Regions from separate parts of the Oryctolagus cuniculus genome. Here region 2 is linked to region 1. A link is a contact called in public Micro-C data. All regions are on one chromosome and are shown on one strand. Each heading gives the region's core, a stretch centred on a gene start, on an enhancer-like site or on the middle of the called end of the contact. The rest is flanking DNA. Distances are from core to core; before and after follow the strand shown.

Region 1 (3,560 bases), core at 942-3,441:
CGTGTGACCACTTTAAAATTACAAAGTCAACCTCATGACCAGATTTTGCAATTACAAGAGGCAATTGGCTTAAAGCTCCTATAATGTTCAAAGTATGTATACTTTTATAAGCTAATCAAAGAACCCTTTCCCATTTCCTTATGCATGCTAAAAGTCGGTGTTTAAGTGCTTGTCCCATAGATGCTAAAATTCATATATACTAATATATATATATATATATATATATATATAAAACTAACAGAAAAGACAGTAGCAATAAGCTTAAGAAAGGTCACAAAAAACCCGTGAGACAAAATGTGGTATCAAGTCGGTATATAGAGCCGCAGGAGGCCAACACTGTAAATATTGTACAACGAAGGAAGGCATTTTGCCAGAAAGCTTCAGAAGGGATATATATGTCTGTGATTCATAGAGGTCATTACTGACATCATTACCATTTTCAAAACGACTTTAGCTTCCTGCTTCCCCATTGCCTCTGCTTTATCAACAAAAGGCAAACTTATGAAGAACACAGTCAATAAGGATCTAGATGGAATTCAAATGTTTAGTTCAGGTGAGAAAATACTGAAACACAGAGGTAAGAAGTATCCTCAATTCACACAGATGTCACAACTTCTCACCTTGCTATAAACAACGAATCTCAAGAACACGCACAGCATGTACGAAATTACAGTTCTAATAATCCATTCCCAATGTTAAATGTTTATCACATGATCACAAGTTTTTGTGCTGCCATAAAACTTATAGGAAAGCTTTCTAAACACCTGTTCCCAATCATCTTTGTCACCGTAACTGGCATACTTTTCCAATGAACAAAGGAATATCACTCTGAGTGTCAAAAAGTGGTATCTGTGTCAACAAATACCTAAAGGCTAACGTTAGCTCCAATGTTACTATGTCTGAAAATATGATACTACTTAACACCATAATCCCAACAAAAGAAACTACTCAGAAATGACTTTACGAAGTTTAATACTGGATTTGAGTTTGGTATGGTGTCTCCGGGGGGAGACTTTGTAACTGTTGGCTAGTTACACACACTGATTCAGTTAAGCACTTACCCATTCAGCAAAAGCTTCAGTTTTGCAGTCAGGACACAAAACCCCTAAACTTTCAGCCAACTGCAACGTAAGCTCCTCACCACCCCTGCTACTCGGGCCTCACGGCAAAAAACGCACAGGATGCAACACAAAGGAGAACGTGTTTTTTGCCCCCGGGTCGCCTGGGCTGCCGGCAGTAGGGCTGGGGACTAAAGCAGGTGCCAGCTAGGGACATGAGCTCAGCCTGCAGTGGGGCGATGTTCCCCAGCCTCCGACTCCTCGGCCTGAACAAGTGAACACGCGGGACGCGCCAAGTAGCAGCGGGATGCGAAGCCACTCGAATGCCTCTGCGTCATCCTCGTCCCTGAGCCCAGGCCGCGCGTGACGCGAGAGCCCATCCAAACACGCCGGACGTTTGGCATTCCCGAGAACTCCATGTTGGAGCCTGGGGATTGCAGGCGGCCAGTGACAGCATGGGCGCCTCGTCGGGCCTCAGAGCGCCCTACCCCTGGTCAGCGGGAGCTCGCCACAGCCGTTAAGAGCAGCTCCTGTCCCGCCAGCTCCCGGTCACCCCACACACTGCCAAGCCCACGGACCCATTCCTCCCCGCCCCCACAGCCGGTGTCCAGTAGTCCGGTTCGCAAGCCAGGCTCAAATCGCGCGAGACCGGGGCCCTAGGCACGCTGGGAATCGTAGTTCGTCAGCCAAACCACCCGCCCTGGACTCGCAACGTCTGAAGGAAAGAAAGAACTACAACTCCCACCGCGCCCTCGGTTAGGCCAGCCCAGCCGGCAACCGGGATGCCGGCGTCGGGGATATCATTCCTTACCTGCCGTTGCCGCCGTCGCCGCAGCTGCCCCTGAGCCGCCGCCGCCACCACTGCCACCGCGGTGGGGAGCGTTCCGCTTCTTGTTCTTCGGCATCGTCGGACGCCCGGTGCCGCCTAAACTCGGAAATTAGCGAGGATCAGCCGATGGAGCTGCACTTTTTACTCGTGCGTCTGTGCGGCGGGCGGCTGAGAGGCGAGTCTTCGGCTAACAAGAGAGGCGAGAAGCGGCGCGGGTAAGAGTGGGCGGTGGCGGCAGCAGAAATCCCCGTGAAGAGCTGTGATCGGAAACGATACATGTTTCTCTCTAGCGCGGGAGCTAAGGCGGGGCGGGCGAGGCCTCCACGCCTTAAGTAGCAAGACCGCCGACCGTCGTCACCATGTGTAGGCGGGACTCGAATTCTCACTAGCCAATCCCCGCAGATCTCCCCACTAGCGTCCACTCCGGGAGGCGCCTGGGACCGGACTACGACTCCCATTGCCGCCAGTCTCCCTCCAGCGCTCGGGAACGCGCCACCGATGCCGCGCATGATTCTGGGAAATGTAGTCTTTATGGAGTTGGGGGGGTCTGCGCTCCAGCTCCTCCCAGCTCCCCTCTGAGGGCTCCTCTGCCCACTCGCTTCTCCTGTCGTGACCCAGCCCCCTGCCTCGGCGCGGCCTCCGCCTTGGGATTGACTGCGTTAGTCACCAGTGATGAGCCATAGGCCGGGTATGCGGGAGGCCCAGAGCCAGCTTCCAACAGGGAGCCACGCAGTCCTCGCGACTCCTCTTTCCTTCGGCGGGTCGCGTTCTTTTTCACCGTTCCCCTACTTCCGTGCGGCCTGTAAGGAACTATATAATCCATGCTTGGGATCTCCGCGGTTTCAGCGGTTGAATTAGTTCAGCGATCCTCCCTCCTGTAGTTCAGGGCTACGTGCCGCCTGTGCTGCACTCCCCAGAATGCGTGCTTGTATCTCGCTAGTGTGTTTCTGTCTAGCTCGCGTTCCAGGCTGCACAGATCTGGCGAACCAGTGTCCGAGGTTCTACACCAGAACGTATCGTTTGACAATTCTACCTGCCAGTGGGGAGGTCAATTTTGGATGAAGCAAACATGAGCTTTAAATATCAGTAATTGGCAGTGGGATTTTTTGTTTTGTTTTTTGTTGCTCAAGGTGCTCCTGAGCAATAACAACATCTAAATACATTACAACACTTGTTATGTATTTAGAGCCTATTATTAGGTTCATATATTAACCATGTTTATGACAGACCAAACTCACCTACTCACCTCTTAGGAGGTGACTCATCCACTACACCACCTCTTACCTGGGCTCTATTCTCTTAGGTCCCACTTGCATCGTAACCCAGCATCTCTAAAATAAATAATATTTCCCTCTTCCTGTCTTCCTTTTGTGTGTTTACTGTGCTATTATTATCCTCCCATGTGTTCACATTCCAAGACTCATAACATTGTTCCTGTTTCTCTCTCTTTAGTGCCCCCTCCAAAAAAAAGTTAGCTCTAAAACAAAACTCTTAAATGCATACCCTGTTCCCCACTCACAAATGGCTTCAGTCCATGCCCGCACATTTTAAGGAATCTCCCAGTCTTTATCCATGTTTTATGCCACAATAATGCTGCTGGGGCTGGCGCCGTGCGTCCCATATGGGCACCAAGTTCTAGTCCCGGCTTCCCCTCTTCCAGTCCAGCTCTCTCT
Region 2 (3,507 bases), core at 618-3,117, 280 kb after region 1:
TTGGTCCTAGATTAATGAGTTCCTCATTGCTGGTGGGAATATGAGCTAAACACCCAGGAAAATTTGTCATCTATCAAAATTTTAAAAGTGCATAAACTTGGACTCTGTGATTTCTCAAGTAACACAATCAGTAGTCAAGGATATATGTTTATTGTATATAGAGTTGTTTATAACAACATTATGGAAAAGCTAAGGCCATATAGTAGAGGAATGGTTGGAGGATGGCACATCCATATTAGGGAATATGATGTGTACAGTCCTTAAAATATGAACAATCAAATGCACTGTTTATAGAAGATTATCTATAATAGATTATTGAGAGAAATATGAGGCTTGTACATCTTTGAGTTTACACAGTATTATCTCTTTATTAAAACAAAATCAGAATACTCACAAAACTCCATTTATTAGTTTGGAAGTTGGACTGCGAGGTAGGGAATCTTTTTTTAAAAAAATTTTTTTATTTTATATATTTCTAAATGGTGTGAAATGTTTATAATGAAAACTATTATAACTTTAAGGTAACTAATGATTTTTAAATGTTCTACATTTTTAAAGGGAATATCCGGTTTTCGGTTTTTTTTTTAATGAGTTAATCTGTGAGATAAATTCACCAAAATTTTCATCTTTCTATCTTAAAGAATCTGCAAAATCTTAACAGTCTGTTACCATCAGACAAGAGTAGAATACATGGCCAGCCCCAAAACAAACCAGTTGGGAAGTGAGCATAACTCAGTATTTAACTCGGGAATTTGGTAGAGGTATAGTTGAGTTCCACTGATGGGGGAAGTGAAAGAAAACACCTCATCTCTGTGCTGCTGAGGCTGCAGGTTTAGGATTAATGCCAGTTTAACCGTGAAAACAAAGAGAAACCAAAACCAGCCAACCCCAAACCCTCCAGGAGGACTGTACCGAGAACCGGATTCAAGTCCCAGATCTGCTGTCCACCAGAGAAAAGATAACTTGCGGTACTAAGTCAAACAGCGGGACGGGGTTAGGACAAGCAATGGAGCGGCCCGCCCTAAAGACCACATACTTGCCGTTTCGGAAGTTTGTGTTTTGACCCCTACAGCACATCAGAGGGCAAGGTCAAAGTCAGGCGGAGCCACAGCAGCTGGAATGATGTTCACAACCCTTCTCCGAAGCCACGAGTGCCAACCACCCCTTTCTCTCTCCAGTTGTATTTTCTGTCTCTTTCCCCCAGCGCCAGAGACCCGGAGGCTGAGCCGCGCGCGTACTTTGCCTTCAGAAGCGGCTCTAGACAGCCACCGGGTCGATCTGCCGCTGGAAATCCGCCCACCAAACCAAACACGTCTCTGTGGCCAGGCCAAGCAGAGGCGAGGGCAGCGTACTGGCGAAGAAAAAGAGCTGCTAATCCCAGCCTTCTAATCACACACGCGGAACTCGACCCGACCCACACCCACTCAGCAACGAGCGCAAAGCCAGGAGCTCCCAAAGCTGAAGACAAATGCCCAGCGAGCTTCCCCGGCTGCAGGCAAGGGTCTTCCACCCTATTTTCTCCGCCCTCCCGGGAGAGCCCCTACCAAGAAGCCGCCCCCGGCCCCACCCCACGCCACTGGACCCCGCCCGTGGACCTCTCGCGCCCAGGTGGCCTCAGAGCTGAAGAGTTCCCAGAATCTGACCTTAATCAGCCGCAAGTCGGGTCGTGGAGAAAGGAAGAAGTCACCTGCATCTCAGGGGCACCGTACTCACCTGCATTACCACCACTCCCAACTCCACCGCGGGTCCCACCACAGTCTTCCTCTAGTCCGGCAGCAGCCCCCCAGGCCTTTGGTGCAGCCATTGCCCGGCTGAAAGGAAAGGGGAGGGCCGCGGGGCGGGGCGGGCCTAGGCCGCCACCAATAGAAACGCGACTGGAGGAGAACTCCCCGTCGACAGGCTGTTTCCTCCCCGCCTAGGCCAATAGGACGTGACGATCGGAAGCCTGGTCTCCGCCCCCTAGCCGCTGCCACCACGCCTCTTTCCGGGACAGGAACTACAATTCCCAGCGTGCCGCGGGGGCCCTGGGCAGGGAGGGCCGGACAAGGCGCTGACGGGCGGGGGTTCGCCGGAGAGTGCCCCGGCGTGTTCGCTTAGTTCAGTGAATCAGAACAATGACTGCGCCGCCGGGTCCCCGGGAGCGCGTTGGAGGACTGTGAGCAGCCGCTGCCGGGAGAGCGGCGGGCGGCGCAGCCTGTGCGGCGCGGTGTCAACGCCGGCTTCGGGAGCCTCCAGCGCAGAACCTGCCCAGCGTCCACAGCCCGCTCGGAGCCGCGGGGCTCCGGCGCTGCAGCCGCTCCTCAGGAGCTGTGCATTGTTGTGATCGGGAGAAGGGGCGCGGGGATTACAAAGCCTGAAGACCCCGGAGCCCCCGGTAGCCATGTGGATACCTACGGAGCACGAGAAATACGGCGTGGGTGAGTCTCCGCGGGGCGAACTTTTATTCCGCCCTGGCTAGAGCGGGTGCGCATTTCTTGTCCTCGGCCCCGCGCCCCTCTCGCTCGGCCCGCCTGGAAATGCCGAATCCTGGTCACGGGAGGCGGGTCCGGGGCACTGTCGAGCCGACCCGGGGAGAGGGGGCGCGCGCCGGGCTCTCGCCCCCGCCGCCCGCTCGGCGCGCCCCGCACCGGCTCCCGGAGCGCGGGGCTGTGTCTCGGAGTTTGGAGTGGCAACGGGCGCGAGCGTGTCAAGTTGGGAGAGGAGGCGAGAGGCACCCCTCTCCTCCCTTCCCCTTCTCCCCGGGAGATGGCCGTAGGCTGCAGCGAGTCCCCCCGGGTGGAGAGGGAGGCGGCAACGGTGGCGCGGCGACAGCACCCCCAGAGCGGCGCGGAGGCGCGAGGTGTCTCCCCGCCGACTGGCTTCCACATCCCGGGCCCGAGTGCGGAATGTGCCCCAGCTCCCCCGAGAGCCGCCCCGTCTGCCGGAGCCCGGGTGGAGCCTCGTGGCTCGCTCCCATCCCGGGTCTGCTGGCCGTGCGCGTTGCGGGGCTGGGGCCGGGGCTGGTGAATTTCACCCTGGGCGCCGCGGCGCTCCCGGGTCGGGTGGGAGGAGGGAGCGGGTCTGTCAGCGGTGCCTGTTACTTCTGGGCGCCCTGGCTGCCGGGGTGGGGGTGGAGGACGGCGGTGGAGTGATAATGAGGAGGGGATGGGAAAGCTGGGGCTTCGGGCCGGGGAGCCGCTCTGGGGGAGGGACTGCCCGACTCGGGCGCTGGGAGGAAGAGGAGCAGGGTAGCGCTGGCTGTGCTGTGCAAAGGTGAACAACAAAGGACATTAATGTTGACTGATGAATACAGGAATCTCCCTTTCCCTCCCTCCTCCCTTTGCAGGCGGATTACAGTTCCCGTTTTTGTCGTTTCTTTTCAGCCCAGTCGCCCTTTGACAGTTAACTCCTTTTAGGGTTGAGACTATTAAGACAGGCTCTCTGACAAGCCTGCAGCGGCCAAATGCAATTATAACCTCCCAGAAGGTCTACCAGAGAAACACAGAGAGCATTAGGGATCTCACTAAC

What was found. Hi-C and Micro-C count contacts between places; a contact is called where the count stands out from the background.
Region 2: a Micro-C map of ear pinna shows a contact between it and region 1, with 7 times the contacts expected there. The contact joins the promoter of ZNF277 here to the promoter of IFRD1 in region 1. A contact is called at or near these places in 3 of 6 Hi-C or Micro-C datasets (ear pinna, embryonic fibroblasts and an unstated tissue).

The regions. Positions count from the first base shown.
Region 1 is chr3:131,235,337-131,238,896 of mOryCun1.1, forward strand. It overlaps IFRD1 (interferon related developmental regulator 1), which reads right to left and starts at 2,192. Exons shown (of 12, transcript XM_002712045.5): 1 at 1,870-2,192. The coding sequence starts at 1,963. It overlaps LOC138849026, which reads right to left and starts at 2,396. Exons shown (of 1, transcript XM_070071106.1): 1 at 1,968-2,396. The coding sequence starts at 2,396. The coding sequence ends at 2,007.
Region 2 is chr3:131,519,311-131,522,817 of mOryCun1.1, forward strand. It overlaps ZNF277 (zinc finger protein 277), which reads right to left and starts at 1,868. Exons shown (of 12, transcript XM_008258387.4): 1 at 1,714-1,868. The coding sequence starts at 1,804. DOCK4 (dedicator of cytokinesis 4) reads left to right here and starts at 2,022. Exons shown (of 54, transcript XM_051849660.2): 1 at 2,022-2,417.